Linked DNA regions of Rattus norvegicus: region 1 is linked to region 2. Evidence: chromatin contacts called from public Hi-C data. All regions are on one chromosome and are shown on one strand. Each heading gives the region's core, a stretch centred on a gene start, on an enhancer-like site or on the middle of the called end of the contact. The rest is flanking DNA. Distances are from core to core; before and after follow the strand shown. Region 1 holds the start of Ing5 (inhibitor of growth family, member 5). Region 2 holds the start of Farp2 (FERM, ARH/RhoGEF and pleckstrin domain protein 2).

What was found. A called contact is a pair of places that touch in the nucleus more often than the background predicts.
Region 1: a contact with region 2 is called in a Hi-C map of Schwann cells, with 6 times the contacts expected there. The contact joins the promoter of Ing5 here to the promoter of Farp2 in region 2. A contact is called at or near these places in 2 of 12 Hi-C or Micro-C datasets (Schwann cells and mammary epithelial cells).

What each region holds. Positions count from the first base shown.
Region 1 is chr9:101,770,112-101,775,294 of GRCr8, reverse strand. It overlaps Ing5 (inhibitor of growth family, member 5), which reads right to left and starts at 1,399. Exons shown (of 8, transcript NM_001394332.1): 1 at 1,336-1,399. The coding sequence starts at 1,372. It overlaps Dtymk (deoxythymidylate kinase), which reads left to right and starts at 3,562. Exons shown (of 5, transcript NM_001106925.1): 1 at 3,562-3,917; 2 at 4,834-4,942. The coding sequence starts at 3,788.
Region 2 is chr9:101,498,973-101,504,151 of GRCr8, reverse strand. It overlaps Farp2 (FERM, ARH/RhoGEF and pleckstrin domain protein 2), which reads right to left and starts at 3,025. Exons shown (of 27, transcript NM_001108233.2): 1 at 2,978-3,025.

The DNA of each region.
Region 1 (5,183 bases), core at 150-2,649, 270 kb before region 2:
CCACAAGGCCAGCATTTTAGGGCTACATCTTATAAGACTTGCTGTTTTAAGCCTGTAACTTCCTGTCTACAGCTTTACTCCTGTGACCCTGGCAGTATTTACCTTTCTACCCCCTGGTGGACCTCTCTACTCTCTGACAGAGGGACCCTTATCTGCAGTTTCCGGATCTTTATTTACCCCCACGCCTTAATATTGTGAGCTTTAAAACGATTTAACAAGGGCTAGAGAGATGGCTCAGTGGTTAAGAGTGATGACTGCTCTTCCAGAGGTCCTGAGTTCAAATCCCAGCAACAACATGGTGGCTCACAACCATCTATAATGTAACCTGATGCCCTCTTCTGATGTGTCTGAAGACAGCTACAGTGTACTCACATACATTAAATAAATAAATCTTTTTTAAAAAAAGATTTAACAAAACGTGTGTTCCAATTAATCAGTGAGTTGAAGAGAAATATTGAGTTGTGAATGGCACAGGGTAGGTGGGGGCAGACAGGGACCATCACACGATGCCAGCAGTGAAATGAACTCGCCTTGAACTCACCGATCAGAATGCCCACTGGATGGACATCAGAATAAAAGTTCACCTTGCAGTCCCACTGCCCAGGCCCAGGTAGAAAATGGACGCCCCATTGGTTTGATCCACCTCCCTCCAAAGGGTTTCAATTCTTCCACCTCCCTCCAAAGGGTTTCAATTCTTCCACCTCCCTCCAAAGGGTTTCAATTCTTCCACTAAAGAGTGAGAAATAATCCTCCTCCTAATTTTTATCGGGAGCCAATCTCACCGTCTATAAATAAACGGAGTTACCAATGCCCAGGACGTCAAAGGTCAACCCGTTATACAGGGCATCCTCCCTTGCCGGGCTAGCTTTGATAGCACAAGTTCCCTCGAAAAACGCACCCCACTAGCCTAGAGCTCCTCCCTACAGCTCCACAGGCAAACACAGTAGCTTTGGCTCTCTACAACCGATCTTAGCACAAGCAGCAGGTGAAGAAGAGGCGGACCTCCTCGCAACCCAGTCCTAAGTAGAGAGGAGGGGAGAGGGGCGTGGTCGGCGTCAGGGGTGTGGCCGAAGCGGAGAAGGCGGGCTGAGCCGCAGGCCACACCCCTCCGTGACGCACCTGGAATTGGCGCGGCGGAGGCGGCGGGACCCCCGCGCCGCGCCCCACGCCCTCCATCCGCGGCCCCGCCCCAGACCGACCGTGAGACCCCCCCCTACAATCCCCATGATCTGTCCCCATCCTCCTCCGCATCCCGGAGCCCCGAACGATTCGCGATGGGCCGAGAGCGGCGGCGGCGCGGACCCGCGCGGGTGGCGGCTCGGCCAGAGTGCTTACTGTCCAGATAGTGCTCCAAGTACATGGCAGTCGCCATCTTCGCTGCGGCCACGCTCGGGGTCTGCGCGAGCGGGCGGTGCCGCGGTCTCGGGGCGGGGCGGCGCCGCGCGCTCACTATTCATGAGCCGCGTGCTCCGATTGGCCGGAACGGGGGCGGGGCATGTCGGGGGTCCACCCCTATGCTTCCGGCCTGCTGCGGTCGCCAGATGGCGCTGTGGGGCTTGCCCTGAGAGAATGTGGGTGGGAGATGGGCTCGATTCGCAGTTTGCAATGTGGAAGGTACTTCTCTGGCTCCAGCCGATTTCCAATCCCTGATGGTGCCCTGTCGAGCTCTAGGCAAGGCACCGCGCTTGCACGTGTGCTGGCTCCACGCCTGACAGCCGATACCTGCCGCTCTGCCCGCGTTGCCTGGGGTCTGGCCGGACCAAGAGGCGACACCAGCCGCCTGTGGTTTCTCCTGGCTGAGTGGGCCTCCTCTCCGGCATCGGTTAACATCGATGCTCTTTGTGGCTGTCTAGTCCCGAGGGGGCGTGGCCACGCTGACTAGCACTTCGTGAAGAAGCCACGCACGCCTGGGTGCCTGCAAAAATACATTTTACATTCCTACGACAACTCTGTTACACTTAATGAAACAATACTGCTACATTATTATCTAAAGTCCGTGGTTACCATAGAGTCCATTCTTGGTGAGGTCTAATATTTCTGACAAATACATATTAGTATCTCCCTTTTAGCATCCTGAAGAATATTTTCATTGCCTTTAATTCCTCCGGTCCACTACAATATAAGACACTCAGGCGCGCGCGAGCGCACACACACACACACACACACACACACACACACACACACGTAATCAATAAACATTTTTTCTGTAGCTTTGTTTTACTAGGATGTCATGTAGTCGCGTTTTGCAGTATATAGTTTTTTCAGACTGGCTGCATTTATCATGCATTTCTGGTTCTTCCATGTCCTAATGAGTCTTGATGATTTACTTTTTACTTAAATTATGCCACCGTGTAGCTACCAGTTTATCGGTTTGCCTGTTGGAGGACGTCTTAGCTGCCTCCATATTTAGGCAATTGTGACTGGAGCTGATACAATCAGTGTGCAGGTTTTTCTGTAGACAGTTTCCAGTTCATTTGGGTAAACAGTGACCTTATGTTAAAAGTAGAGTGGTTTCCTGAGAAACAGCCAAGCTGTCTTCCTTTCTTTGCCTTCTCATCTGCTCTAACAGTTTCCTTTGCTTCACATGCTGTATGGTTAGCCTGGTAGATTCGGGCTATTCTCGAAGAGATGTGAAATTATCTTCTTTTAATGTATGATTACTAACAATATGTTTATGTTGAGCATGTTTACATATGTGTCCGGCATCTGAACATCTTTGACTGGACGTTAGTTCGAATGTCTGTATAGACCTTGAACAAGTGCTGGGGTTATAGGCTATGTCACTCACTATAACTAATTTATTGTGTGCTGGGTATGGGATTCAGGTCTTTGTTCGTGTTAGGAAAGTGCTCTATCGACTGAGTACTTCCCTAGCCAGTCTTTTTTTTTTTTTTTTTCTTTTTTCTTTTTTTCGGAGCTGGGGACTGAACCCAGGGCCTTGCGGTTGCTAGGCAAGCGCTCTACCACTGAGCTAAATCCCTAACCCCCCTAGCCAGTCTTTTAGAAACAACCTTTGACTACAAATCCTTTTGCCTCGGCCTCTAGAGTATTGTTTTGGTTTTTCAGACTGGATCTCACAATGTATCCCTGGCTGGCCTGAAACTATGTAACTGGCCTTAAACTCCCAGAGATTTACCCACCTCCTGCTCATATATTTTTCCTGACTTTATTAATTTTTTTTCTGTAAAAACACTGCTAGGGGCAAATCCAAAAAAAAAAAAAAAAAGGAAATTTTCAGTTCTGGCCAACGCTGCAAATAAGTCCATTTCCTTCCACCAACTTCCGTCCGTGGGTTTTCGACACTAAAACCACAACGAAAATTCCTGAGCGCTTTGAAGATGCTGCAGTCAGTGCATCTTGGGGATCGATGCTGTTATCTTTATTCCTTTTGCAGCCGGATCATAAGATGGCTCGTGTGCGCGCGCATGTGTGTGAGTGATAAGAAACTTTTAAAACCGTCCAGTAGCGCGCTTAGAGGAAAGAAAATTTGATTCCGTTACTGTTCTAGAACTTCCACGTGACCAGAGCCCGCAAAACCCTAGTAGGTAGGATTGGTCCTTTCCGGGAGCTGCAAACGGAAGTTCCTGGAGTAGGCGTTCGCTCGTCAGCGGGCTGGGGGCCTAGATTGCGTCATGTCCGGAAGCGGTTCCCTGCAGTCTTCAGTGCTCCACTTCCAGCCGGAAGAGGTGCGTCCGGGCAGAGCACCAGCGCGCGCTTCCCTTCTGCTGCAGCTAACATTGGCGGGAACCTGAAAGGTTGGCTGGAGCTGTGCAGGCTGTCAGTCGCGATGGCGTCGCGTCGCGGGGCGCTCATCGTGCTGGAGGGTGTGGACCGTGCTGGCAAGACCACGCAGTGCCTCAGGCTGGTGACCGCGCTGTGCGCCTCGGGCCACAGAGCGGAGCTGCTGCGTTTCCCTGGTGCGCGGGCGGGCCTTGGGAATTCCCTCACCCTCTCTTTGGGCTTTAGTCTTTGTATCTGTAAAAGCTTTTAGAATATTTATCTATTATTGTGCATGCATGTGCTGGCTAGTTTATGTCACCTTGACACAAGCTACAGTCATTTGGGAAGAGGGACTCTCAATTGAGAAAACTGGACCCACCAGATGGGCCAACAGACAAGCCTGGGAAACATTTTCTTGATTGGTCATTGATGTGAGAGGCCCAGCTGGTGGAGATGAATTAGTAAAATGCAAACTGAAACGAGGGCCTGAGTTTAGCCTCCCAGGTTAAAAAAAAGCGGATATGGTTGCTTATCCCAGTGCTGGAAAGGTAGAGGCGGGCACTTTCCTGGTACTTGTTGGCCAGTCCAGCCAAAAGTGAGCTGGTCCCGGTGGAAGACAGCCTCTGAAAACACAAGGTGGACAGGTACTGAAAAAGGAGCATGACGTTGACTTCCGGCCTTGAGCCCTATGCACTGGACACCAACCCCTCATCCTACAAATTAAGTAGGAATTGGAGCAACGCTTTCCTGGATATTTTAATTTTCAAACCAACCAGCAAAAAAGTCTTTTTTTTTTTTTTTTCTTTTTTTTCGGAGCTGGGGACCGAACCCAGGGCCTTGCGCTTGCTAGGCAAGCGCGCTATCACTGAGCTAAATCCCCAACCCTGGTCAAAAAAGTCTTAACAAGTACTTTTGAAATCAAGACTGAACGTGCGCGTTACTTCCTTCCCTTGGGGAAACTCATTTGGCTTCAGAGATGGTCCAAAGCTGTCTAGAGGTTTAATAACGTTCAGAGTTAGACACGAGCACAAGGAGAAAACTTCGGTGCAAACCATAGCATACTTCAGGTGAACAGTCTGACTTGAAGTCGTGTTTGTATCTTTGTCTTTCTAGAAAGATCAACAGAAATCGGCAAGCTTCTGAGTTCCTACTTAGAAAAGAAAACCGAGCTCGAGGATCATTCCGTGCACCTGCTCTTCTCTGCCAACCGCTGGGAACAAGTGTAAAGATTGGTTCATTGCCCCCCCCCCCCTCCCGTGTAACTTGCAAGCTTTTGTGTATGGCACGAGTGCAAACATACATAGGCACGTGGAGACCAGAGGCCAACTTGGGCATCTTCCTCTACCGTTCTCTACTGCATTTGAGACAGTTGGGTTTTTTTATCTTTATTTTTGCGTAGCATAAATGCCTAATGTATGTTTGTGTGCCTCATGCATGCCTGCTGCCCAAGGGAGCCCGATCCC
Region 2 (5,179 bases), core at 1,776-4,275:
ATGTAGGTCACAAGGCTTTGGCATAACCGTTCTCAGATTTTTTTTTTTTTTTTTGGTTCTTTTTTTTTTTGGAGCTGGGGACCGAACCCAGGGCCTTGTGCTTCTTAGGTAAGTGCTCTACCACTGAGCTAAGTCCCCAGCCCCTCTCAGATTTTTTTTTAAGGTAGCAATAAACTAAAATACCAGGCTTGGTGGAAAATAATCCTACAAATCTAAAACAAAATCACTTCTACCATTCTGCCCTCCGACTCTGTCCATGTCCTCACATATACCTTTTAACACTTTAATTTTTATGTGCACATTCATTTCATTGTTAAGGTTAAAAGACTATGGCTCAGTGGTTAAGAGTTCAATTCCCAGCAACCACATGGTGCCTCACATGGTGAGATCCCATCTTTAGTGGGATCTGATCCACTCTTCTGGTATGTCTGAAGACAGCTACAGTGTACTCATAAATAAAATAAATCTTTAAAACAAACTACTTGGGGTTGGGGATTTAGCTCAGTGGTAGAGCGCTTGCCTAGCAAGCGGAAAGCCCTGGGTTCGGTCCCCAGCTCCGAAAAAAAAAGAAAAAAGAAAACAAACAAACAAACAAACAAACAAACAACTTAAAGCATATTTCCTGGGATCAAAATGGTTCAAGAGGGACAGGAATGAGCTTGCCAAAGAATGTTTACTAGCCAAAAGTACTTAACCACCTGATTGATACAAGCTTTGCTTATCAGATTAATTTTTTTAAGTAGCATTTCAAAAATCAAAGTATCACATATTGGTAGTTGCTTTCCAAAAATAGTGGACCACAATCATCGCCCACATAAACACTCCTGAGGAAGTCCTAACACCAGACTTGAACATACTACTGTACCGTGAGAGTCTCAGCTTTTCAACTCTCATTGATAAAACCGCTACCTCAACAGATACATAGAGAAAAAGGAACAGACTGGCGTCACCCAGCTCTTCAGTGCGTTCTGGCTGCACACCAAGCAGGGCAGGGCATGTACAGAGTTCATGAAAGGGAAACAAGGAAAAGGAAACTGTGGATGTAACCGAAATGATTGGCAGGATTTAGAGAAATCTGTTAATGTCTGAATTCAGAAGGGGTTCACATGACTAGAAGCAGGGATATTTGGAAAGGAGGAAACTGACAAACAGACGTAATGGCGCCCCTCAGGATTACCCATGGATTGATTAATCTCTGCTTAGGCAATGCAATCTATATCCTCCCCTCCAAGTAGGATAACTCTGTGGAATCACCAATTCCCTAACTCTTCTTACAAATACGCACTGCCGTTGATTCAGGTCACTCTTTCCCTTGACAGCAACGGTTACTGACGTAAGCATTTATTGGCAGGGCATCTGAGCAGCTTTGAAAAACTGTTTCTTAGTCACGGCAACTCGCATCTGAGGTAAGTACATTCTAAACCCACTCTGTGGATGAGGAACCTAAGGTGGGGGGCAGATGAGAGTTATACCTGAGCTCCTCTCTGTCAATGGCTGGTTTTACACACATCCCAGGGAGGCATCCACAACCCCACCAGTCAACGTCTTTCTCTGCTTTATTTAAAATGGGGTTGTGCCTAGGAAGCCATGACGCACACCCGTGCTCGAACTGTACTCGCAGCATTCAGACGCCTGACAGAGGAGGATGGGGAGTTAGAGGCCAGCTGGGGCTATGGAAAATATCTCAACAAAAAACAGTGGGGGATAGGGGTACGGGGAGGCTGTGCAACTTGGCCTTCTCCTTTGAAGACTTTTTTTTTCTTTTTTTTTTGGAGCTGGGGACCGAACCCAGGGCCTTGAGCTGAGCTAAACCCCCAACCCCTCCTTTGAAGACTTTAGAACTGACAACTCGATAGCCACAAAGTGCTTTGCAAATGCCTTCCCGTGTCCCAAAACTCACTAAACTTTTATTTGGTCTACAAGTAAAGATTACTTCATACCTCCCCGTTTCAAAAGGATTTCAAAGAGAATCTGTGCTGCTGATTATAATACTGTCTCCACAAGACTGACTCTAATTCAGCGTTACCCACTAATTACCAAACATTTTCACAGTGGCCCAGTCAAAAACACCTCATGGAAACAGAACAAAGCTAGGGAGAAAGGCCACCCCTTTAAAGATTCTGCCTGGAATCTTAAGTCTCTCCATTCTTTCTCAGCACGGTGTAGCGACATTATTTCCTTCAAGAATGCCTTTTCGTATCTATTTTTCACCACCATTACTGGGGCACGAAACAGCTTAACAAATCACTGCCACGTGTGTAAATGGCAAAGGCGCTTACAACCTGGGATGAGGAAAACGCAATGGGCCAGTACTGCTTCTAGATCCTAGTATCGTAACAACATTAACACCTGAGTTCTCAGTTTTGAAGGAAAGGCTGAGAAGAAAAAAAGAATGACCTTCTGGGCTTTCATTTGTGGCTCCTGATGCTGCTTCTCAAGGCTTCTGCTTCGTTGAGCACTGGCCTGGGAGTGGGGGTGGTCTTCAGCAGGGCATTCTTGTGGCCCTTAGCCCTCTACAGGACACTCAATGTCCACGAGTGACGCTCAGACTCTGATCACCCCCCCTTCCTCGACAGCTGGTCTCCACGTGTGATGTTCCTGCCCTCAGGACTCTGCTGACAGCCTGGCTCCACGGAACCCTGCAGCTCTCAGCCCTCCCAGACTGCCCATTTACTCAAGCAACACTCCAGTCAGTCCTCAGCGGACATCCAGTCTGGACCCGAGACTCTCCCTCCCTTCGCCCTCCACAGTCAGGCCATTCACAGACGTGTGTTGTCAAACGCGGATTCTGTGAGGAGCTGGCGCGCCTCACGAAGGCCTCAGAGCCGGGCGTGGACTTTCTCTGGTGGACGGCCAGCCTCAGGCCTGGTCCGGCTCGGGTTCCGCTGAGGTCCGGTTAACGAAGGAAACCCAAGCCCGACCCACCGCCCCCGAGCCACTTGTCCCCCTCCCCCGCTCACGGCCACCACGTCCTCACCGTGCCACACCGGCCTGCGACGCCGCCAGCCAGGCCTCCTCCACGTCCTGTGCCCGCGCCGCCCGATCCCGACAGCTAGCTGCTTCCCCGCCCCCGCCGCGCGTCCGCCGCAGCCCCGCCCCCCCCGCGGACGCACCGCCGATTGGCCTGCGGGTGGGTCCTCCCGACCAGCGCCTGCGAGCGCAGCACCTAGCGCTGATTGGTCATCACATGGGGCAGGGCGGGGCGAGTGAGCGCCAGAAAGTCAGAAGCAAAGCTCTGCAGCTCCTCCGCGGGTGCAACAGGGCTCTACACGCTGGGCGGGTCCTCGGCCCCTCGGCCGTCGGAAGGGCTTTAGGACCTGAGAACGCTGTGGTGGGTGGGACTTAGGAGAGCCGCGAATTCTCCGTCTTAGTCTTCACTTTGGCACGGCGGGGAGGGTTCCGTCTTGGATGCAGCTTCGGAACAAGGGAGGACTACCCCAGACTTGGGACTCTGGAACGCGAGTGGGCCCTACGTAGGCATTGGGCGGGACTTTAGCATACGGGCTGTTCTCAGCCTACATTCCGGCTTTGGCAAGAAGGGCGGCCTGGGTTCTGGGTGGGGCCTTGGACTTCAAGCTCGCGGGACTATGCTGGCATTCATATCCTTGGTCAGGCATCCCCTAACTGCCAGCTCCTTTCCTATCTCCCATCCGTCGTGCCCAACCTGAGAATAGAGGAAACACCTGATGTTCCTCAAGGGTCGCTTTTGAGGCAGGCTATTCTAAGAGTCCTCGAAGCCATCTCTGTTCCCTTTTGGATTTGAAGCTTTCTAGAAATCAAAATGGTGAGACTGCATCTTGGTCCTTCCACTTCGGTGACTTGCAGCATCCTCACTTTCTTCTTTCATTGGTTACTTGAATGGCCCTGTAGGGAGCCAGCCCTCTGAACCAACCGCTGTCTAGGCTCAATAAATCCATACAGCCCCCAAGTCATTTCATACAGAGCACTAGCCTTTGGTGTGAAGTCCCTATGACAAACAGGGAGGGCCTTTGCATCCCCAAGGCAACCTAGAAGTACAGGCTGACTAGGTCAGCAATGTTAGTAGGCTTCCCAACTTTCTCCTCCGCCTTAGCTATCCCTTTCTTGTAACCAGCCACTGCCACTGCCACCACCACCGAGTGTGATGTCAATCATTAAGAAAAGGAGCTGGACTGGACAAGGCAAGAATGAGGTTAGATATAAGCAACCTAATGACTTAGATAGCAGGAGCCTCAGTGCCTAGGATCAGTGCGCTGCTGAGAAAGCAAAAGGATGAAGGCTCCAATGGTACTGGGTGGTCAATTCACGAGTCAGGCTGACAAACAGGTGTGAAGCTAAAACCAAGAGGTTGCTCACCCACTCAGACTAGGATAATCCCATCCAGATTAGGATAGTTTCAGGTTATGTGGTTTGTTATTGCGGGTCTTTAGAAAACGTGTGTATGCACGCGCGCGCGCGCGCGCGCGCGCACACACACACACACACACACACACACACACACACACACACACACACACGTACACACACGTACACCTACGCACGCGCAGTTCTTCCTCCTTGAGTCTTGGGATCAAACTCAAGTTTGGTCAGCTTATGTGGCAAGTACTCCTAGCCACTGGGCCATCCCATCGGATATTTTTAAGTCGCTTTCCTGGGCTGGGGGGGACAGTTTTGCGGTTAGGAGCACTGGCTGCTCTTTCAGAACACACAAATTCAGTTCCTGGCACCCATATGGCTGCTCACAACTGTCTGTTAATTCCAGTTCCTGGGGATGTGACACCCTCTTCTGGCCTCCTTGGGCGACTGGCATGCACACGGTACAAAGATATACATGCAAGCAAAATACTCACACACATACAATAAAAAGGTAGAAACCCTTAAAATTCTGAGCATGGTGGTACACACCTTTAGTTTCAGCACCCCAGAGGTAGAGGTAGGAAATTTGAGTTGGGAGAGCTGCCTGATCTCCAGAGTTCCAGGCTAGCCAGGTTACAATGAGTGTCTCAAACACAAAAAACTCCACCCAATAAATAAGTAAACTATTAAAAAAATTTAAAAACTTTTTCTAATTTATCTCTCTTACAAATACAGAGAATTAGAAACCTATTTTGGTCACTTTTACTTCACACTATGTTTAACAGTTGTTGCTTCATTTTCTAATTAGTAAACTTACCTATGAAGTCTTAGTGTCCATTTTTTA